Linked DNA regions of Mus musculus: all the other regions are linked to region 5. A link is a contact called in public ChIA-PET, HiChIP or PLAC-seq, capture Hi-C and promoter capture Hi-C data. All regions are on one chromosome and are shown on one strand. The core of a region is the stretch at or near the end of the contact, and the rest is flanking DNA. Distances in the headings are between cores, read along the strand shown.

Region 1 (2,942 bases), core at 72-2,571, 790 kb after region 5:
GAGGACATTGATGCTTGCTGTGTTCTGCTCAGTCTTGCCAAGGCCCCACGGCCTGGGCTCTGACCACTGAGGCTGACTGCTGTCCAGACCAGCTGCCTCTGGTGAGGATTTGTGCCCTGCGTGGCCAAGGCTTCAGGAGAGAATGCGGGCCTGTCATACAAAACCTGCCAATTGTGAATCAATTGACAAACGCAAAGCCAAAAAGCACCAAGCGGGCCATGCTCAGTCCACCACCTGGGCAGAGAGAGCCAGTTGCCCGGTTTACCATCACAGAGGCCTCTGGAGGCAGCTCCTCCTCATTCTCCTGGTCTTCTGATCGGCATCCCCAGGTCCACCAGATGAACATGGCCATCTTGCTGGGCTGTGTGGGCCTGGGCAGACCTTTTGCCCTCTCTGGGCCACAGTATCCTGCCCTCCTGCCCTGTGATAGGACCTGGTCTATAGGTCTCCCAGCAATCTCCTCAGCCTCGGGGAGAAGATGCGGTTATTATGAAGTGACTCTTTCTGAGATGTGCTTCCGGGGTGATCAGAGGTACTATGTCCACAGTAACAGTTGTGTGTGTGTGTAGAGAGAGAATGTAGGTGTGTCATAAGTTGGAGCTTTGCATGACCCACTGTAAATATCATTTTAATAGCCTTGTGCTGGGACCTTCCATGGTGGAGCTGGAAGCTGGTGGGAAGCCTTCATTAACTCTCCCATGACCTGGGAAGGCTATGGTCCTTCTTCCTCGTTTGCAGTTAAGGACATTCAGGCATTGTCTGGGGGATGACTTTGTTGAATGAGCACCTCTGGGTCCCTGACTCACGTGTGAGTTCTTGGTGAGGGGCAGGGGGCTCAATGGGTGAAACTACGTTGGAATCTGAGGGACTGTCACAGTGGATCTGAACGGCAGAGGACAGAGCAAAGAAAAGTGTCTGCCTGGAGTTTTCTCTGACCACACATCCTTGGTCCTTGTCCACGCCCCTCAGTCCCTATGCTTTATTCCCAAAGCCCCTGGCCAGTGTTCTCTACAGCCTTCAGGCTACTGAGCCCTAAATCTCTTTTGCAGTGCCAGGAGTCTCAGCTGATTCTCTCGGGGGTCCCCGCAGCTTTGGCTGGAGATAGGGCAAGGCCTGAGTATAGGAAATCTTAGTTTTGTGTGCCCCTCACCCAGGGTGGCAGCGTCAGAACACGCTCTCCGGGGGCTGCGGGCCCTTTAAATCCTCCGGGGCGGCGGCGGCGGGCGGGGGATGACATCAGCGGGCGGGCCCGGGGCTCAATGGGAACCGCGGGGACGCGCGCGCGGGTAGGGAGCGCGCGAGCCGGCGGCGGGGGCGGGCGGCGGGAGGCGGCGGAGCGCGGAGCCTGAGCCCGGCCGGGCCGAGCGCAGCGCAGCGGGCCGGGGAGAGGCTGGCGCGCCCGCGGCCCGGCGAATCCTCTGGCATCCGCCCCGGCGGCCGCCCCGGCGCGGTGAGCATCGGGGGCCGGGGAAGCGGGGTTCCCTCCGCCTCTTTGTGTTTTCTTTTTGCGCGAGCGCGGGGCGGACACGCGCATCCGCGCAGGGCTGGGGGCGCCGCCCGTGAGGACAAAGGCGCGGCCGGGGACGCGGAGGGGACGGGCGCTTCGCAGGCCGCCGGGTGCACCGAGGCGGCCCCGGGTTGGGGCGGGGGACCTGCGGCAGGGGCCTGGCTGGGGTCCCGGGGGCGCTCGGGTTCCGGGCCGGCCTCGGCCCCTCCTCTGTGTCCTGGGCTCCGGGTCACCGAGGCCGTTCTCGCGTAGGGTGGGGGCGCGCGGGGGTCCTAAGTGATGGGGTGCGTGGTCACCCGGGCCACCGGCTTTGTTTTCCTTTGTGGCGAGAAGAAGGGAGGGGGTTATTTATCGCTTGGCTTCTCATTGCGGTGTGCGAGACAGCCTTGTGCTTCAAGCCTGTGAAAGCTGGGTGCCTGGGCGCCTCAGAGGCAGGGCTGCGACTTAGGCCACCCCCTCCCCCTACTTTGTCCAGAGTTTCCCCACATATTTCTTAGCATAGCCTCCCTTTGGAAAGGGGGTCTAGAGAGAGAGAGAAGGGGGTGCAGTTCCAATGAATACTTGCGTTTGGGACGCCTTTCCTAGGTTTAGGGCATTCCTTCAGTTTTTATTCTACTGATTCATTGACCAGGGTCTTGGCCCTGTGGAAGGTGGGTGGTGTGTGTGTCAGGAGGTGTGTGTGTATGGCAGGGTGACACGGGACTGCCCATGTGCCCAGCTGCTTGTAGTTGTAATTTTTCTAACCAGCTGAGAAGTCTTGACTCCTCATGGCCACCCCCCCCTTTTTTTAACTTTGTTTATTCCCCTCCCCCACCCCTCCCGTAAGGGACAGAGTGAAGAATTGGAAAGCTACTCTGATTTCCTGAAGGAGCCCCCACCCCAAAGTCAATTTCTTGGGGTGGCGGTGGAGGGGGGCTTTTAAGTGGAGGAGGGCTGGGACACGCTAGACTCCAGGGCTCTGGTCTCCAGGGTGGGGAGACCCTGGCGTTGGTAGGGTCCTTCAGGGTTGGTGATTGTGCAGAGAGCCGTGAGTGGAGAGGGGCTTGGGGGGTCATGTGCAGTGTATTTATGTAAGACTCCCAGACAGAGGGCACTGGTATTTATATAACCTGGCGTGGGTATTTATGTAATATAGGATGCAGTATATTTATGTTCCTTTCCTAACCTGTGGCTTTCCCAGATGCCATGTATGGTCTCTGAGTCGGCGTTAGTGGAAACCCGGCTTTGGGGGGGGGGGGTGTTTGTGAGTACACAGCCAGCCCCCCCTTTCCTGTAGGGATCCTAAGTGTGAGCCTCTACTCCCATGTTCCCCTTGGCGGGTGCCCTTAGCAAGCTGGACCATGTGTGGACCTGTGGTGCCAGGCTGGTGGGTTTTCTGCAGATATGCAGTCCTGTTCTTGGCAATCAGGGCAACTCAGCCATGTGGGCAAAGACC
Region 2 (2,980 bases), core at 98-2,597, 910 kb after region 5:
ATTTATTTATTTATTTATTTATTTATTTATTTATCTATTTACCTATCTATCTATCTATCTATCTATTTATTTATTTATTTATGGTATGAGTGCTCTGTGTGCATGTATGCCTGCATGCCAGGAGAGGGCACTAGATCCCATTACAGATGGTTGAGAGCTACCATGTGGTTGCTGGAATTGAACTCAGGACCTCTGGAAGAACAGCCAGTGGTCTTAACCGAGGAACCATCTCACCAGCCCCCGCGTTATTCACTTTAATTCCATCTATTGGAATTCCATGATAGTTAGGCATGAGGTCTGAGTCTTCTCAGTGACAATCACCTATTCCCAGACGCAACCGCAGCTACTTCTCAGCCTCACAGAGGTCATTCAAGTAAAATCCTACTAAAAGTGCTAAGATTCCTCCAGACATCCATTCATTTATTTATTGAGAGACAGAGTGCCAGGTTGGGATTCAACTGAACTAGTTGTGGCTGGGTTTGAACTCCTGATCCAGCATCCAAATGTTGAGATTGTACGTGTGCAATAACCACACCCAGAATTGCCTGGCATCTTGAGGTAGAGTTGGTAGGCAACAAATACAGTTTTATCACTTGCCACTAGGCTTGTTCGGGGGCTGGTTAGATACCTCAGTAGGAAAAGTGCTTGTGAAGTTGTCACAATGATCTGAGTTCGATACCCAGCACCCACGGAAAAAGGTAAATGTTTTAAACTTCAAAGCTGGGAAAGAGGAAACAAGAAGCCTCCTGGAGTTCCATAGCCAGCTAGGCTAACCCAGTGGGGGAGCTCCAGATTCAGTGGGAGACCCTATCTCAAAAAAAAAAAAAAAAAAAAAAAAAAAAAAAAAAAGCTTGTGGCACACACCAGGCAATCTGAGTTCATAGCCAGCTTGGTCTACAGAAACCCTATGTTGGCCACCACCCACCACACATATGCGCGCGCGTATTACCTCCCTCCCCACCTGAAAGTTTTTTTTATTTTGTCTTATTTCAACCTAACCGTTAATTCCATATTTTTATTTGCAATTTGGTTTGGGAGAACCTGGCAACATCAAAGCAGGCTCTTCCCGGTTATATCCTGTGGCTTTATTGATTTTCTTTCTTATTATCTTCATGTGTTGCCAGAAACAGAAAAGTTCAGAGTCCGAGCCACCCTGGATTCCTTGAGGTCGAAGGGAGCCGGGAACAGCCTCCTGCCCTTTATCAACACGTCAGCCAAACTGCCCTCACGAGAAACTTCCGCCCGCCCGAGGCATGGCCCCCATCAGCCACGCAGAATTGGCTTCAGTCAGAAGCCCGACCGCCCCCTGGCAACAGAAGCGGCTTCCATTGGGCAGTTATAGAAGATGGCGGCGCCTGACCGCGTGCGAGGTCCACGCTTGGGGTCGGGGCCACAGCCTGCCTGCGGCATGGGCTCGGTGGATTGGTGGAGAGCCGTAGTGTCGTCACGTGGGCGGGGCGCGTCAGTTTGCGGAAGTAGGAGGGCTGAGAAGTGCTGAGTAAGCCGAGGTGAGTGACGGCGCGGCGGGGGCGGGGCCTGACGGCCCTTTCCCAAACCTCCTGGTGCCCCTGTCTTGAATGTCGTCACCTGGACCCTGCTTAGGACCGGCCTCGTGTCTGCGACTCTGAGGCATGTCCTCCGTTAACTCCTATCTGGCCTCCTTGAGTGCTCCCGGCTTCTGTCCTTTCATCCCCTGGCGTCCCCAACTCCCATCCGGTGACCGCATTCTTCTCCGTTGCCGCCCTCAGTTTCCCAACTTCCAAAATCAACCCTTCTCCCAATTCATTGCCCGACTTTCACCCTGGACTGTCCACTGTCCCCAGCTCCTCTCTCTGCGCTTCTGAGTGCTCCTGGTTTTCTGCCTCATTGCCCGATTTCCCCCACGCCACCTGCTTCCTGCGTCCGTCCCTTTGTGCCCAACCCCTGAGCCCCCATTTCTAACTCCCTGCTTATCTTCTCTTGTGCCTCCGGTTTCCATTTGCTCCCCCGTGTGTTTTTCCCAGTTCTCTAGCCTCCAATCCTGGGTTCACCTCCAGCTCCCTCCGATGACCTGGAAGCTGGCGACTAGGAGCCTGTGACCCAGGTGACTGTGACTAGGGATTTGGGTGTGAGTGCGACTGGGAGGGCACAAGGGTTTATGGATCTCTGCCTGTATTTTTAATGGGCAGTTCACATGATCGCAAACAAATACCAATCCTTCCTCTAAAGTTCCCCCACCTGCCCTCTTGCCAGCCCGACAGGATTGGGCAGGTTTGGTTTGGCCTCGTTGAAGCTCCACCCTTAGACTAGTGCAGTGTTTTGTTCTGGTCTCTGCCTTCACGTGGTTCTGGAGCTTGGAGGCCATGCTCTGTTCTTGTCTGTTTTCTCACTGTGCCAGATAGGACTGAATTTTCTGCCCACATTAGTGACTGCCACGAGGCTCAGTATTTGAATGAGAAGATGTAGAAGACAAGGCTTGGTGACCAGTGTGGCCCTGTACAAGCTCCCTGCTTTGCTGTTGTTTCATAGGCAGGATGGAAAGGGCTGGGGGATAGGGAGAGAGAGGACCAAAGGGAGAGCATTCCCCTTTGTTCATGTTTTCAGTGTTTATTAATCACCCTGACAACCAGGCGCTTTTATTTCTGTTACCTTTATTCTCTGCTCCCTTTCCACTGAGCAAATATTGATGTAGCTAGCGCCCGCCCGCTGTTCCTGCTTAGCCTGGGGAAGGGAGGCCAGTGACCTCCTTTGCCAGGGTCATGCTAATACCTTTGGGGCTAGGTTTTCACTGTAGAGAGTCCCCAGTTTATTTATTTTTTTAAATTATTTTTATTTTATACATATGAATGTTTTTCCCGGATCTATGTAAGTACACTCCATGCATGCTGAATTCACTCGGATCTGGAATTAAAGGACTTGTGGGGGCTGGAGAGATGGCTCAGCAGTTAAGAGCATTGACTGCTCTTCCATAGGTCCTGAGTTCAATTCCCAGCAACCACAT
Region 3 (2,854 bases), core at 64-2,563, 710 kb before region 5:
ACAGAAACTCACCTGCCCCTGCTTCCCAAATGCTGGGGGTGGGGTGGGGGTGTTAACACATGTGCTGGGGAGATGGTTCAGCAAATAAGAGTCCTCATTGCTCCTGCAGAGACCTGACTCTGGTTCCCAGCACTCACGTGGCTGCTCAAAAGCACCTGTAACCCCAGTTCCACAGCATCATCTGACCTCCAGTGGCGCCTGCACTCACACAAGCCCATATCCACATGCAGCCACAGAACTACACAGAAAAATAATCCTTTCATGCTAAGTATCACATCTGCCTCTCGCTACTAAGTTGGTGCTCTAACAGATGATCCATATTCACAGCTGTGTATGCGTCAAGCAATTTGTAGACCAGATAAACCTTACACTTCAGTTTCAGCTTGAGGGCACTTACAAGCTAAGGAGACACTGGCAACGGTAGTAGAGACAGAGAAAGGCAGAGAGAGAGAGAGAGAGAGAGAGAGAGAGAGGAAGAAGAAGAGGAGGAGGAGGAAGAAAAAGAAGGAGGAGGGAGGAGGAAGGGAGGGAGGGAGGAGGGACGAGAGGACAAGAAGGCAAGAACACAAGAAACAATTTTGAAGGCACCAAATAAGCTTTCCCAAAGGCAGAAAGCAACCAACAGGCCGACCTAGCTGTGATGCCCATGAACTACAACAACCAGCCCGGCATAACAATCCTAAGGGTGCATTTCGTGGTGGTTATGCCCTCCTCGTGCTCATGCGAAAAATGACCATCAAGTTTGCAACGTACTTTTTAAAAGAATAATCTACTTGTTTTCTGTGTGTGTGTGTGTGTGTGTGTGCATGTGTGAGCGCACAGAAGTCGAAGGACAACTAATAGAAGTCAGGTTTCGCCTTTCTCACCATGCTGAACCCGGCTCAAACTCATGTCGGATAGCTTGGCGGGAAGCGCCTTTCCCCCTGAGCCTGCAAAGGTATAAGTAGCATTCCACTTGAAATGCGCTGTGGGAGGACGCAAACACACATAGCCTTGCCCAAACCGAAGTCCTCCAAAGGATGTGCAGGGCTCTGGGACTGTTGCCGAGGCAACAGGTGCTCGGGCCGTGACCTCCCTCGGGACAAGAGGCCCGGCCAGTTACCTGTTCGGCCTCCGCCAGCCACAGCCACAGCTGCCGCCACGTCTGGAACTTGTACCTGTCGCTGAACAAGAAACACATCTCGCGGCTGGCGTAGCGGGCCGCCAGCGGAGAACGGTAACTTTCAGCACTGCCAGGGTCGCCGGATGCAGCCATTTTCAACACGCGACCAGGACGCGGCGGACACCAGCAGCAGGGCCAAAAGCGGAAGGGTGGCGTGCGTGGGGCGGGACTTCCTCCCAAGGCCCCGCCCCGTGTGTAACGCCGGCCTGGAAGGCGAAGATGGTTCAAGTTTGGCTCGTCGCCCCTGAGGGTCAACGCTTTTCTCTTGGTTTCTACGAATCTCTGCCCCACGCTGTGCCTCCTCAGTTTTTCCATCTGAGGAAGGCACATTAAGACCCGCGTTTAACCCAGAAAGGAAAGTTGCAGAGGCATTCGGAGGGACGCCAGGAAGGCGCCCTAGTGGACACTTGGAGTACTGCAGTCCCGCTGGAGACAGGCTCAGCTGGAGACCGAAACTCTTAAACCGCGGTGCTGGTTCCGATCTCCGGAAAGCAGCCTGTCAGAATTATTCCACGCGTGGTGGCTCGAGAACAAAAAATTCAAAGTTTTTGTATCAGAATAAAGCTGAAAATAGCATACATTAAAAAAAAATAGCCGGGCGTGGTGGCGCACGCCTTTAATCCCAGCACTCGGGAGGCAGAGGCAGGCAGATTTCTGAGTTCGAGGCCAGCCTGGTCTACAAAGTGAGTTCCAGGACAGCCAGGGCTATACAGAGAAACCCTGTCTCAAAAAAAACAAAAATAAAAAAATAAATAATAATAATAATTTGAGGTCAGCCAGGTCTCCAGAGCGAGTTCCAGAACAGCCAGAGAAAACCTGTCTACAAACAAACAAACAAACAAACAAACACAAAACAGAAAACAAAAAGCCTCGTCCAGCAACATAAAGAGACCCACACGAGGCATGGTACATTAGATCTGAACACTGCTCCCTCTTCCCCACACAACCGCTCCTTAGTGTCTCCTCTTCCTGAGCTTAAGACTTAGCTGTTGCCAGAATAGTTTGTACATCAGATAAACCTACCAGACACCTGCGCCCAAGGTCCTCGATTGGATTGGAGGCTGTGGGCCGATGTATGCTGAAAAGAACGTGTTCCTGGAACTTTGTACTCTGGACTGATTCGGGGGTATAGTTGCTTGGATATGCTGTAGCAGCTCACTGTTCTCTTCCACAGAGATCCTTGCAGAGCCAATCCTTCCCAGGCTCCAGGCTCCAGGCTCCAGGCTCCAGGCTCCAGGCTCCAGGCTCCAGGCTCCAGGCTCCAGGCTCCAGGCTCCAGGCTCCAGGCTCCAGGCTCCAGGCTCCGTAGTGCTCTCTCCCGACTCTGCTTCACTTGGCCTCTGGTTACTTTTCCTCATTAAACCGTAGCTTCAGCTGTTAGCTTTCTACTTGGTCCTGTTTCCTTTTCTGACTTTATTTTTGCGAGACAGAGTGATACACTGTAGCCTTAACTGGCCTGGGACTCACTATGTAGAGATCTGTCTGTCTTTGACTCCTGAGTGCTCAGATTAAAGGCATGGGTCACCAGCCCAGGTGGTTTTGTGGTGGTTGTTGTTTGGTTTTTGTTTTTTAATGCATGGACTTCTGCTAAATATCATCAGCTACCTTAGTTCTGGTTACTGTGGAGGCCCCTGCTTTTTGGCTTGTCTCCTCACTAACCACTCCCAGCAACTCCATGGATGTCGGTCCAGT
Region 4 (2,700 bases), core at 162-2,661, 960 kb before region 5:
GCTTCTCTGAATCCTTGCTGGATCCCAGTTACCTCCTCCAACATCCCCCCGCTCATTGGGGAGAGGAATCTCTCAAGTCCTCAATTTTGCCCTAGCTGCTTGAGGTCTTGTGACTTGGCTAGAGTTGTGTAGATTATGGAAGTTTAACTGAACTGTGTATGTCATCTACGCAGCTATGGGGACATCATCATCCATGCTGGGGTGCAACTTTTTGGTGGTCTCGCTGCTTTGGGGGCCAGCCATGATTTCTTAGCAAGCCCAATAAACTCACTGGTTTTCCACGTTGGACTCTGGGGCAATCATACTTCAGTTTATCCAGTGGATGGTGGCCTAAAAGGAGGAGATAGACGGTTGTTTATATCTCCCAAGGGAAAGTGTTTCGGAAACACTAAGGCACCAAGTCCGAATTATTTCTCCTTTTCAGCGCTCTCCCCCTTTGTTGGGGGGAAGGGGTGGTGTTCCAGAAAAGGGGCCTCCATAGTGGCTCTTAGCAACTTGACCGGGTGGGCTTTAACTAGTCTCACCGCTTTAGTAGATAAGTCTCTTTAAATGTTGGATTTATGCAGTTATGCTCTCTCTCTCTCTCCCACACATACACCCACACACCCACACACACACAGACATACACACACTTTTAGGCTACACACCAGCAGTTTAGAATTTTAAAGTTGGAAGAGCCGCCCAGATTCATTTAGTGCAGTGAGGCCCCGGATAAAATCTGGGTTCATTCAACTCTTTCCCTCCAGCTGCAAGCGCTTCCGCTGTTGATAAATAATCTCAACAGTCTAGGCAGGTAGGTGTCAGTCCTTTTACCGGAGGAGAACCGACTCAGAGAAAAAAAGCGCTTGGCCACGGAAGGGCAGGGACATGACAGAGTTCAGGGCTCCAGGCCAGAGCGGCATTTATTGTGTCCTTTCGGGAAATGCGAATGTGAAATAATCGACTTGGGAGTCCCGGCGGAGCAAAGACAGGAGGAAGGACCAAGATGAAGACTGCAGGATTTTTGCATTAAACCTCCAGGCTGGGCACCGAACCCTAGGTAGCTAGCTCCGCGGTCACCCTTTGACAGGGTGATCAGATGTGTTACGGTTTCTTTAAGACCCAGACTCCGCCCCCCGGCTCATCGCCGACCTCCTCCCACCTCTTGGCGGCCGCTCCGCCAGTTCCAGACTTCCTTCAGCGATGAAGTCATCTCTCAGTTACCGATTGGCTGCGCTATGATGTCAGTCACAGAAGTCGCGCCGCCGTACTAGCCTCCCTCGTTCCTCTTCCTTCGGCGAACGCCCCCTAAATCGGGCTAGCCCTAACGGCGCTAGGTTTCTGATTGGTCGATACGGCTGTCGCTCCCAGGCGGGTAGGGGGGAGGGTGCGGAGGCGGGACCCGGAGTGGTGGGAGGGCCCGCAGCTTCCGTGGCTGAGTGGAGCCGGCGGCGGTCGTGTCTGCGGTGTCCCCGGCGGCAAGAACGACCGTCCCACCCTCCCCACCCCCTCGTTCCCGCTCGCCACGCTCCCTCGGCTTGCGCGGACCTCTCCCTAACTTGGTGCAGTCTGACTGGTACTAGAGGCTCGGGAGGATACGTGAGCGGCTGGCACCGGAGTGGGGCGAGCCGCGGAGCCCGGGCCAGGAGGCGAACGAGGCGGTGAGTGAGAGTTCGGGCAGGGTCCCCCTCCCCCACCGGCCCCGCCCCGCTCGAGCATCCTTTCTCCCCTCGACCCTTCCGCGTGTGCCCTGGACCGGCCGGCCGCTGTAGGCTCCGAGCCCGGGATTGCCTCCCGCAGTCCTCCACTCCAGTCCCGCCCTTTCCCAAGGGGCTGGGGTCTCAAAGCCCTGGTCACTCGACAGGACAGTCGAGTGCGACCGTGCACCTGTGCACCGCCTTGCAGGGCTGTGCTGGCTAGGGAGCAGCTAGGTTCCCGCCCTGGCTGCTCCCCGAGTGTGTGTAATCTGCTTGGGACCGACCGGTCGAGCGCTTTCTCCCGGCCCTTGTGCAAACCTGGAGGATCCAGGTGCAATCCGCAGGCTTCTCGTGGCAAGGAGGTTCACCTGGACCTGACGACCATATAGCAGCATGGGTGCCTCCAGGTCTGCAGGGCTCCGCAGATTTGAAACTTGACCGCCAAAGAAGTGTCCGTCTCGCGTGTGTGTGTGTGTGTGTGTGTGTGTGTGTGTGTGTGTGTGTGTATGTGTGTGTGACTGTTTGTCTATGTACCTTTGATGACTTCCGCCCTCCTCGCTCCATAAGAAAACACTAATACTATAGAGTGGTTAGTGCTGGAGCTTTCCCTGTTAGATTATCAAACCTACGTTTAGATTGCTTATCTGGAAAATGGAACTAACAATACCTATTACATTGGAATGCAGACAGTAAATGAAAGAATTCGTAATAAAACGCTTGGAATGGTGTTCAACACATACAAGGAAGGGATCCAAGAAAAGACGAGTATCCTGATGTTGAGAACTGCTGGATAGGTGTGTGAGTACAGTATAGCTTGTCTTTGTCAGGATTTCTCTTTGTTAGATGACAGAACCAAAGGACAGACTGGTGGTCAGTTTACTGCTTGCCCGAATACTTTGGCATAAAGTGTGTGAAGACTAAGAATGTGAACTTCATTACTTAAATATGATGAAATTACACCTATGCTTCATGGGTTCACATAGTTTTAAAATCCATAAAGTGTCCGGAATGTCCCCAAATTGTA
Region 5 (2,823 bases), core at 268-2,767:
AGAAGTTCAGTTTAAGGCTCACCAGGGTTCAAGAAGTAGAGTTTGAGTCCTGGCTGTGCCATCCCACTGCCCGGGCACTTAGCATAAAGTACAGTGGGCATCAGCTTCCTCATTGTAAAACAGAGATAACAAAGACATCATGAGAGTACTTACTACACAAGGTTATTTTGAGAACTGCTCCTAAAAAGCCCCTGTAATGGGACTCTACCAGACAGTGTGGCCTAGAGTAGTTAAAGACCAGGATTTATATCTGGATCCTGGTACCACCATATAAGCAGCATCACGCTGATTGGCCTTATTGTTTTAATTACTTTTTTACTTTTTTCTGTATGGGTATTTGCCTGCATGTTTGTCTACATGCCAGTTTGCCTTGAGAGTGTAACACTGTCATATCCTTAGACTGGAGTTATAATATATACAGTTGTGAGCCACCACAGAAGTGCTGGAAATTGAGCCTGGGTCCTCTGAAAAGCAGCCAGTGCTCTTAACCACAGAGACATCACTCTATCTCTTCTTTCTTTCTTTCTTTCTTTCTTTTTATTCTTTCTGTTTTTGCTTTCTTTTGCTTTTGTTTAATTTGGTTTCCTGATGCAGGGCCTCTCTACGGAGCTCTGGCTGTCCTAGAACTCACTCTGTAAAGCAGGCTGCCCTCAAACTCTGAAATCCTCCTGTCTCTGCCTCCTGAGAGCTGAGATGAAAGATGTGTGCCAAGTATGTGACATCATTCCCAAAAGGAAGTGATTTGCCCACTCACCAAAACAATCCAGACCCTAACTCGCTGGAATGAGGTGGGGGCGGGGGGGGGGGGTGTCTTACATGTGTGCACTTCAGGGCGTTCAGCAAACTTTGCCAGCACAGGGCCCAGGGCTCACCAACCTCAAAACTAGGCTGGAAGGAGGAATCCTCCCCATAACCCTATGAGGAAGAAACAGTTGTTGTATGAGCCTGTATGTGTTTCAGGGGTGAAGGGAGTTCCTGGATGAAAAACAAAAAATGATCTGAACTTTGGGCTCCAAGACAGAAGCAGTAGCCTCTGACCTTGCTAACTTCCAGCGCGAACCGGGGCAAGCCACCGCTGTCCCTTTTTCCTCAACTGCAGAACAGCTCCCCTTTGGCCCTGAGGGTCTTCCGGGATGCAAAAGATGCAGAAAAACAACGGAGGGCTGGAAGGAGAACGTCACGCAGGGGCTGGAACGAGGTCGCTGAGTGACTGACTACGGGCTCCGATCGGGGTACAACGCCCAGAGGACGGGAACGCAGACCCCGGGGCCAGGCTGGCTCTGTGGCTTGAGGCAACCGGGTCTTGAGGCGGGGCGGGGCGAAGCTTGGAGGCCCCGGTGGGAGCCGGTAGCCCCCAAACTGGCCCGAGCTCAAACGGGCGATCCCCGGCCGCCCTCATTCGCTCCCTCACTCACCCGCGGACCACGCGCTACCTTTCCTCAGGACTCGCCACTCGCCCAGTACCTCTCTCCGGGTCACCCATCAACATGGCCCCTCTACTTCCGGGGCACGACCTCGCTCGCGGGGCCGACGGAGACGCGACAGGGAGCGCGGAGGCGGGCGGAGGCGGAAGCACTTCCGGTCGGCCCCTCCGTAGCCTCCCTCCGGAGGCGGAGCCCGGAACTTAGTCCAGCGCTGCCCGTCGTGGGGCCCCGCCCACAGACGCAGCCCCGCCTCCTAGGTGACGTTACCTAGCTCCACGGCCCCTCCTCCGAAAGCGTTACTGTGCAGTCTCTGTGTAAACTCAGTGCTGGCTGGGTGTGGCTTAAGGGAGGAGCCGCAAGTCGTCGCCCTCCACCTGCTGCCTACGTCTGGCCTGCGAGAGGCTCTGACCACACTGAATTGATTACTTGACACACTGCATTTTGTCCAACCCAACCTCTCTGTTTGGTAGACTTCAGCATTCCAGTGTTACACTTGGGAAAATCGAGGCCGAGGGAGGCAGGGTCATTTGCACTGAAAGCTGAGCCCTGCAGAGGCTCACAGTGGGTCCAAGCTCAGTATTCCTCCAAAGTGTGTGGCTTTCCATTCTTTTAGGCCGCCCTACTTTGCTTTTTAAAGAAAGAAGTTTGTGACCCAAATAAATCTAGTTTGTGAAATTTCCAGCTAGAAGACCGGGTAACCTATCCCTCGGGACAGTCTCCTAAGTAGACGAGTTTTCCACTCGTAAAGGACAAGGAGACCCTCTGGGGGAGACCTTAGGATTACCCACTCACACACAGAGTCTCGGATGTCAGGATTACCTTTTCCAGATTCACTAACCTTCCCACACTCACCCCACTCCTGCCCCATGCTCCCAGTATAATGGGGGCTAAACATTAAAGTGTCTTCCAGCCCCCACATATCTGTGGTGTTTTGGAGACCAGAGACCAGCCAGCCGAGACACTGATGCAAACCTCAGGGTTCAGCCAGGTTTCACAGAGCATGGGCAATCTGGGATCCTCTGGACTGGGTACAGGACTGGACATAACTATCAACTCACATCATAAGGAAACAGGACCTTATAGGAATTGCAGCTCAAGGGGAACATTCATTTACCCAGGGCACAGGTTCAGGTACAGTAGGCATTTCACTGGTGAATGGATGGACTGTGTCTTAGTCAGGGTTTCTATTCCTGCACAAACATCATGACCAAGAAGCAAGTTGGGGAGGAAAGGGTTTATTTGGCTTACACTTCCATACTGCTGTTCATCACCAAGGAAGTCAGGACTGGAACTCAAGCAGGTCAGGGAGCAGGAGCTGATGCAGAGGCCATGGAGGGATGTTCTGTACTAGCTTGCCTCCCCTGGCTTGCTCAGCCCGCTTTCTTATAGAACCAAGACT
Region 6 (2,754 bases), core at 145-2,644, 890 kb after region 5:
TTCCCTCAGGAAGATCAGGGGTTAGCACTGGCTGCTGATCTTGCTGGGCATGGGTAGACTCCAGGTGTGCCAGCTGGCCCAGTATTTAAGTAGCCCTGGGGTCCAGGGTGGAAAGGGGGAGGATGACGGAGGGTGGAAGGGGCGGGAGAAAAATTCCAGACCTGGTGTGACCACCGATCGGTCTACACAGAGGTCCAGTCTAAGGAGTCCAACCTGAGGAGTGTGACAGTGGGCCTCATGCCATCCTCCTGGACCCAGCAGGTGCAGCCTCAGACACCCAGACCAACCACAGTCGCCAACAGAATAGTCCGGGAGCCTTGTGTTCTCCAATCTGTCACAAACTTTCTGGCCTTGCCTGTTTCTCCTGAGACTGGAAGAATGGGACAATCCAGGGGTGGACAGTCCATACTGAGCCGGAAAACTTGGGGCTAAGGAAGGACTCCCATGTACTAGGTTCCCAGATCCACCAGGTGGCCAGGAGAAGACTGGCTCGCTAACCTCTGCTCTATTCTAAGCTGCAGGCACCCGCGCTGGGCGAGGAACAAACACTGATGTCACATGGCTCCAGCCAGGGGAAACTCCAGAGACAACAGGGACCGGGCAGTCCCGGCTGGTGGAAAGGGGGAGGATGACGGAGGGTGGAAGGGGCGGGAGAAAAATTCCAGACCTGGTGTGACCACCGATCGGGCCACTTCCTTCGCTCGGGTCCTTATTCCGCATTTGCTCCAGTGGACACTGGTGCGCACCCACTTCAAGATACACTGGGCTAGTGTCAGTCTCCAAGGAGCGCGTGCGGCCACACACACAAACACACACCCCGAAGTACACCGTGTGCACGCAGCCCGCAGAACTCAGGACGCTCCCCAAAGAACACAGCCGCACGCACGCCACCGGGAGACGTAAACAAACCGCGCACACAAGGTGCTGGGCGCGGCTCCAGGGACTGTTCTCACCGAGTCACGTACGTGCACGCCCCGCCCCCGCCCCCGCCCCGGCTTCCTCCGGGGCCCGCGCACCGCCTCCCAGCCAGCCCCTCGGAGGCCCCTCCGGGAGCTGATGTTAAGGGGGCGCCGAAGGGGCAGGAGGACCACGCGCCGCCCAGGCAGGACCCGGAGCTCACACTTCTGGAGCTCGGTCCCCGTCCCTGACGCGTCCTTACCGCTCTCCGCCAGGCCCGGCGCTCAGTGCGTGCTTGTCGCGGCTGTCGCGGTGGCGGTCCTTGGCCGCTCTCGAGCCCCACTCCTCTCCGATCGGGACCGCAGTTCACTAGGAACCCGGCTCCGCGCAGCGCCGCTCCGAGTTTTGTTATGGGGCAGGCGGCGAAGGGGGCTGGAGCCGCGCGCAGTTGTAAGGCGAGCTTCCCGGAATTACTCACGCACAGGATTCCTTTCATTCATAAAAACCCAGTCATGCAGTGACGTCACCGCCCCAGCCGCCAGCAAGCCCCAGAGCGGCCGCCTGGAGCCGAGACCCCGCCCACGCCCGAGTGAGGCGCCGCCCCCAGTAGACCCCGCTGTAGGAGCCCACAGCCAGAGCCGCCACGGTTCTCCGTGCTGGGACTGTGTCCTCTGGATGCATTCACGTGACACCTCTGGAGAACGGCGTGGGTGGAGGTGTCATTTGCTTTGCTTTACAGTTCACTGTCTGGCCTCTTCTCTCGTCGATCTACATCCTTTGTCCGGATGACCTCATCCAGTCTCGTGGTTTTAAGTGCCTTCTCTGTACCTGTGAACCGTAGGTTTGTATTTCCGAAGCCACAGCAATTGCCTACCCCTGGTCTTCACGTGGTGTCGGCTCCATATCTTCAACCCTACCTCCACTCGCCCCAGGGACGCTTTCCCTGTGGGTCGATGTGCTTGCTTGTTACTAAACTCTGATGCCTAACGTTCAGACCCCACAACTTCCAAGGTGGAAGGAGACAATGACTCCAGAAAGCTGACCTCTGATCTCTACGTACTTAGAGCGGTGGAATGGGTCCATTCACACACAGACACATAACAAATAAGTGAATTTAAGGAAAACACAAGTTATAAGAAAAAGGTGTTCAAAAAATTTACCTCTGAACTCAAGTTCTCAATTCTAGAAAATACACAATCCTGTTCACCACCCTCCCCCACCCCCCACACACCCTTTTCCTACCTTCTAGAGAGCTGAGGCTGTGCCTGGCAAATAGTAGGTGCTCAACTAATGAAGAAATCCAGTAGACCTGTATGACAGTGAGGACCCCATGTGGCTAGATCCATCGCCCACATCCTCAGCCTAGGAGAACAGGGAGCCAGGCTTCTGCATCCACACCCTACTGCCCACAGAAGTCGATCTTTTGGTAATGGCCAAGCAATGTTGTGCAATGCTGCGTTTAGCAGTGGGGTTGGCCTTCTCACACTGTCTTTCCAGTGGCAGAGTCATGAGACGCCCCGCAAAAAATGGTATCCTGGGAGAAGAGGCTTCAGAGCTCAAGTGGCTGGAGGAGAGAATGATTTGGGATCTATCACATCTTTTTATCTTTCAGTGAGATCTTTGCCCATGTCACTGATCTTTCTGGTAAGAGGGACTGGTGGGTAGAATGAAGGTGAGAGAGCTGAGGCCTCCCTGTTGGCTGTCCTGCCAGACTGCACACTGTCACCCCCTCTACCAAACTCTGAGTCACAGGATGAAACAAGGCTACCAGACCCAGGACCCGTGAAACCTCGGAGTTCTTGCTCACTTGAGATGAAAGGGGAGACCGGTTGAGGGTGTCACTTCCATCCCCTCTGA
Region 7 (2,985 bases), core at 115-2,614, 810 kb before region 5:
ATCCTCCTGCCTTAGTCTTCTGAGTAGCTGCCCCTAATTCCTGTCATTAAATGCCTGCTATAATAAAATACAAATAACATTTTTTCTTTTTTGAGACAGACTTTTACTTTGTAGCAACCCCAGGCTGATGTGAAAATTTTAACTGTCCTTTGCCTCAGCCTCCAAAGGCTGGGAGAATATAGGTATGAGCCACCATGCTTGGCTTAATAAGACTTTTTTTTTTTTAATTAAATTTATAGGAGTTTGTAAATTAGCAGGGGGGATATTCAGAGGTAACCACGCACAGCACCCAACATCACTGTTCAGGTAAAGTAGCTTAGGTGACCCAACGTAATTCTGAATATAGTGGAGAATATAGAGAAGAAGAGAAAAAGAAAAAGAGAGTGGACATTTTCAAGCAAAAATGAAATTTTAAAGGTGAGGGAAAGTCCATGGTACTTAAGGAAGAGTAAAATTTAACATTCTCGTTGGGGTGTCTCACCCTAGGGAATCGTGCCTGGAAGTCCCCATTGCAGCCTGATGTGACATAAGAGCAGAAGGAGGCAAGCAAGCTTGCTAACAGGACAGGGAAAGGAACTTGGAACATAAATCATAATTTTGAGAGAAAGAGAAGTTCTGCTTGTTCCTGTGACCTTGAAGCGTAGGCAAGAGCCCAGCCAGCGTCCTCCCATCCTTGGGTGCCTCTAAAAATCGCTGCGTAGAAAAGGCCCGTGTTAGTACACCACTGTTCCTAGTATTTGTAGGTTACCCTCAGATATGACTTTCAGGGCCCTGCAGTTGAAACCTGTTAGACAGAAGGGGACTTGCTGTGGGCTCTGGGATCCTCCTAACCCTCCCTAGACATTTTCTTAGCATCGTAACCACAGCTATGCTAGTTGATCCTTTGAGTAGTGTATAGTTGTAAAGATGGTTGATGTTTAATTTGATAAAGATCCCTGTTGTTTCATTGAGCAGTGTTGCCAAACAGAGCTAGGAGCGACACCTGTCTCCACTAGCCCGATGTACACTAAGTCGTAGCTCTTGGGTGTCTCCTCTCAGCAGAGAAAGCCCTGTGTGAAAACAGAAGCATGTGGACGGCAAGATACCTTGTAGTCTAGAGGAATGTGGTGTGTGTGAAAGTAGCCATACTTTTTAGATTGTGGTCTCTGTGCAGAGTGCATTTGTTCAACATGCTATGTGCAAACACTTAGAACTTATACAGCTCTTTGTGCTGGGCGCTGGCCCCATTAGACTTTCTTTGAGCTTAGAACTGGTTGGTGTTTCTCAGTCCCAGGAGGAAGGCTGAGTTCTGTAAGGTTTAAGCAAGAGGCAAGACTGGTAGTTTGTGGATTGTTATCACCCTGCAAGACTCTTCGCAACTTCCTCTTGCCGCCCACAGCAGAATGCGGAAACCCTGCTGTGTCAGGCCACTTCTGCAGTTACCCACAGTTGCAGTTTGGGATCCTCCTTTCATACCATAGGCTACCTTTTAGACTTTGCTGCATTTGAGAATGTGTCTGCTGAGGTGGAATGGCTGACTAACCTGCATCTGTCTTCTCTTCTTGCCACCATGCAGTGCTGCAGTTGAAGCTCCAGCAGCGGCGGACCCGGGAGGAACTGGTGAGCCAAGGGATCATGCCGCGTAAGTGTCTCTCGGTGTTTGTACACTTGCTCCTTGGGTTGGCTTGGCTCCTCGGTGGCATAGGAGCACCCTACAGAGCAGGGGTCAGGGGTCTCGTTCCAGTCTTACCCGCCTCTTACTTTTCCATCAGGAGTCCTTGATGGATGGAACAGGTTGTCAATTGCCCAGATTCATCATGTTCAGTGAAACAAGCAGTGCTAGGCTTCCAGCAGGTCGGCAGATAGCCCCGTGCCTTTGAATTGCCTCTTTCCTGGGTTCCCAGCATCCCTTCATGGGAGGAGCAGGGGCTGCTCTGTTCACATCCACTTCACCTCTGTGCTCAGCTGTTAGGAAGAAACCTCTCCTCTCCCCTTGCAGACAGGTACCGTCAGTGAACTACAGTTTATTTTAGAGCTGTGAGGCACCCATGGCGGATACGCGTGTGTGTATGCCTGGATGGAGCTGTTGGTGAGCTGTTCTGACACTGGGCCAGTGTCTGCATCCCTGGGGTAGAAGTGAAACCACGCCTTAGACTCTGTTAGAGACAAGAAAGCCTGTTTTGAATACTAAGAGCACCGTAGACAGTGAAGGCTAGAACCAGGGTCTTGCTCTTCTGACATGTCTTCATGAGTTCTCAGCAGATCATACAAGCTTCCGTCCCCTGGTGGTATGTCGTCACCACTCGGCTCCACCCTGAGGAGGAAGACAGCGAGAGAGCGCACACACACACACACACACACACACCCCAGCAGCATCTGCTGTCATGATGTTTCATGGTCTCCCCCACATGTTACTGCCCACTGTCCCGTTGCCCCGCTGCCATCCATGTTGTTGGCCACTCACTCAGAGGAATCATGTGTGCAGCTACAGTGAATCTGCCCCTGCAAGAGTGGAGGGAGGAAGTGGAGACAAAGGAAGAAGATAATATTACACCTCTTAGTAAGTGTGATGTAGTAAATTAATGGTGGTGGATGTGTTTACAGTTAACAGGAAAAAGTTGGAGACACAGCCGGGCGTGGTGGCGCACGCCTTTAATCCCAGCACTCGGGAGGCAGAGGCAGGTGGATCTCTGAGTTCGAGGCTAGCCTGGTCTACAAAGTGAGCTCCAGGACAGCCAGGGCTATACAGAGAAACCCTGTCTCGAAAAACCAACCAACCAAACAAACAAAAAACAAAACAAAAAAGTTGGAGACACTTTGGATAAACCGGCAAACTCATTCCTATAGTTTCATCATTTGGGAGGCTGAGGCAGGAGTTCAAGGCCAGACTGGGTTATAATGTGAGGCTATATCACAGCAACAACAAAAGACAAACAAAACAGAAAAAGCATATCAGAAAAGCCAGTGCTGAGTGTACTGAGCCTAGAGTGAGGCACCACGGAGAGA

What was found. Promoter capture Hi-C pulls out the DNA fragments that hold promoters and counts their contacts. ChIA-PET counts read pairs in DNA pulled down with a chosen protein or histone mark. HiChIP or PLAC-seq counts read pairs in DNA pulled down with a chosen protein or histone mark. Capture Hi-C pulls out chosen DNA fragments and counts their contacts.
Region 1: a FOXA1 HiChIP or PLAC-seq map of pancreatic cancer cells shows a contact between it and region 5. The contact joins the promoter of Csnk1e here to the promoter of Mief1 in region 5. A contact is called at or near these places in 2 of 115 datasets of contacts at active chromatin or transcription factors (bone marrow-derived macrophages and pancreatic cancer cells).
Region 2: a FOXA1 HiChIP or PLAC-seq map of pancreatic cancer cells shows a contact between it and region 5. The contact joins the promoter of Pla2g6 here to the promoter of Mief1 in region 5. A contact is called at or near these places in 2 of 39 promoter capture datasets (erythroid cells and pre-B cells) and 1 of 115 datasets of contacts at active chromatin or transcription factors (pancreatic cancer cells).
Region 3: a capture Hi-C map of macrophages shows a contact between it and region 5, with 6 times the contacts expected there. The contact joins the promoter of Adsl here to the promoter of Mief1 in region 5. A contact is called at or near these places in 10 of 39 promoter capture datasets (the 3T3-L1 cell line, the SN4741 cell line, cranial neural crest and 6 more), 2 of 484 Hi-C or Micro-C datasets (bone marrow-derived macrophages and embryonic stem cells), 8 of 115 datasets of contacts at active chromatin or transcription factors (astrocytes, bone marrow-derived macrophages, differentiating embryonic stem cells and 5 more) and 5 of 9 other capture datasets (adipose tissue, embryonic stem cells, liver and 2 more).
Region 4: a contact with region 5 is called in a promoter capture Hi-C map of pre-B cells, with 7 times the contacts expected there. The contact joins the promoter of Mrtfa here to the promoter of Mief1 in region 5. A contact is called at or near these places in 7 of 39 promoter capture datasets (embryonic stem cells, hematopoietic stem and progenitor cells, hippocampal neurons and 3 more), 1 of 484 Hi-C or Micro-C datasets (B cells), 1 of 115 datasets of contacts at active chromatin or transcription factors (large pre-B cells) and 1 of 9 other capture datasets (liver).
Region 6: a promoter capture Hi-C map of liver shows a contact between it and region 5. The contact joins the promoter of Maff here to the promoter of Mief1 in region 5. A contact is called at or near these places in 1 of 39 promoter capture datasets (pre-B cells), 1 of 115 datasets of contacts at active chromatin or transcription factors (memory CD8 T cells) and 1 of 9 other capture datasets (liver).
Region 7: an RNA polymerase II ChIA-PET map of memory CD8 T cells shows a contact between it and region 5, with 83 read pairs. The contact joins the enhancer-like site here to the promoter of Mief1 in region 5. A contact is called at or near these places in 1 of 39 promoter capture datasets (neutrophils), 1 of 484 Hi-C or Micro-C datasets (B cells), 5 of 115 datasets of contacts at active chromatin or transcription factors (T-cell acute lymphoblastic leukemia, embryonic stem cells, large pre-B cells and 2 more) and 1 of 9 other capture datasets (adipose tissue).

The regions. Positions count from the first base shown.
Region 1 is chr15:79,440,436-79,443,377 of GRCm38.p6, reverse strand. Csnk1e (casein kinase 1, epsilon) reads left to right here and starts at 1,321. Exons shown (of 11, transcript NM_013767.6): 1 at 1,321-1,450.
Region 2 is chr15:79,326,738-79,329,717 of GRCm38.p6, reverse strand. Pla2g6 (phospholipase A2, group VI) reads left to right here and starts at 1,347. Exons shown (of 17, transcript NM_001199023.1): 1 at 1,347-2,083.
Region 3 is chr15:80,946,949-80,949,802 of GRCm38.p6, reverse strand. Adsl (adenylosuccinate lyase) reads right to left here and starts at 1,313. Exons shown (of 13, transcript NM_009634.6): 1 at 1,103-1,313. The coding sequence starts at 1,255.
Region 4 is chr15:81,189,447-81,192,146 of GRCm38.p6, reverse strand. Mrtfa (myocardin related transcription factor A) reads left to right here and starts at 1,411. Exons shown (of 14, transcript NM_001082536.2): 1 at 1,411-1,640. 4930483J18Rik (RIKEN cDNA 4930483J18 gene) reads right to left here and starts at 1,294. Exons shown (of 2, transcript NR_015603.1): 1 at 1,142-1,294; 2 at 1-330.
Region 5 is chr15:80,232,774-80,235,596 of GRCm38.p6, reverse strand. It overlaps Mief1 (mitochondrial elongation factor 1), which reads right to left and starts at 1,517. Exons shown (of 6, transcript NM_178719.5): 1 at 1,416-1,517.
Region 6 is chr15:79,346,160-79,348,913 of GRCm38.p6, reverse strand. It overlaps Maff (v-maf musculoaponeurotic fibrosarcoma oncogene family, protein F (avian)), which reads right to left and starts at 1,394. Exons shown (of 3, transcript NM_010755.4): 1 at 1,160-1,394.
Region 7 is chr15:81,043,925-81,046,909 of GRCm38.p6, reverse strand. It overlaps Mrtfa (myocardin related transcription factor A), which reads left to right. Exons shown (of 14, transcript NM_001082536.2): 3 at 1,556-1,621. Among named protein-coding and RNA genes, the nearest start is that of Sgsm3, 68 kb to the right of the region's middle. Within about 2 kb of position 1,364, at least 134 of the 459 cell types and tissues checked have an H3K27ac peak or open chromatin away from gene starts, as enhancers often do. A contact at or near this core is called in B cells, T-cell acute lymphoblastic leukemia, adipose tissue and 2 more, where this site is marked.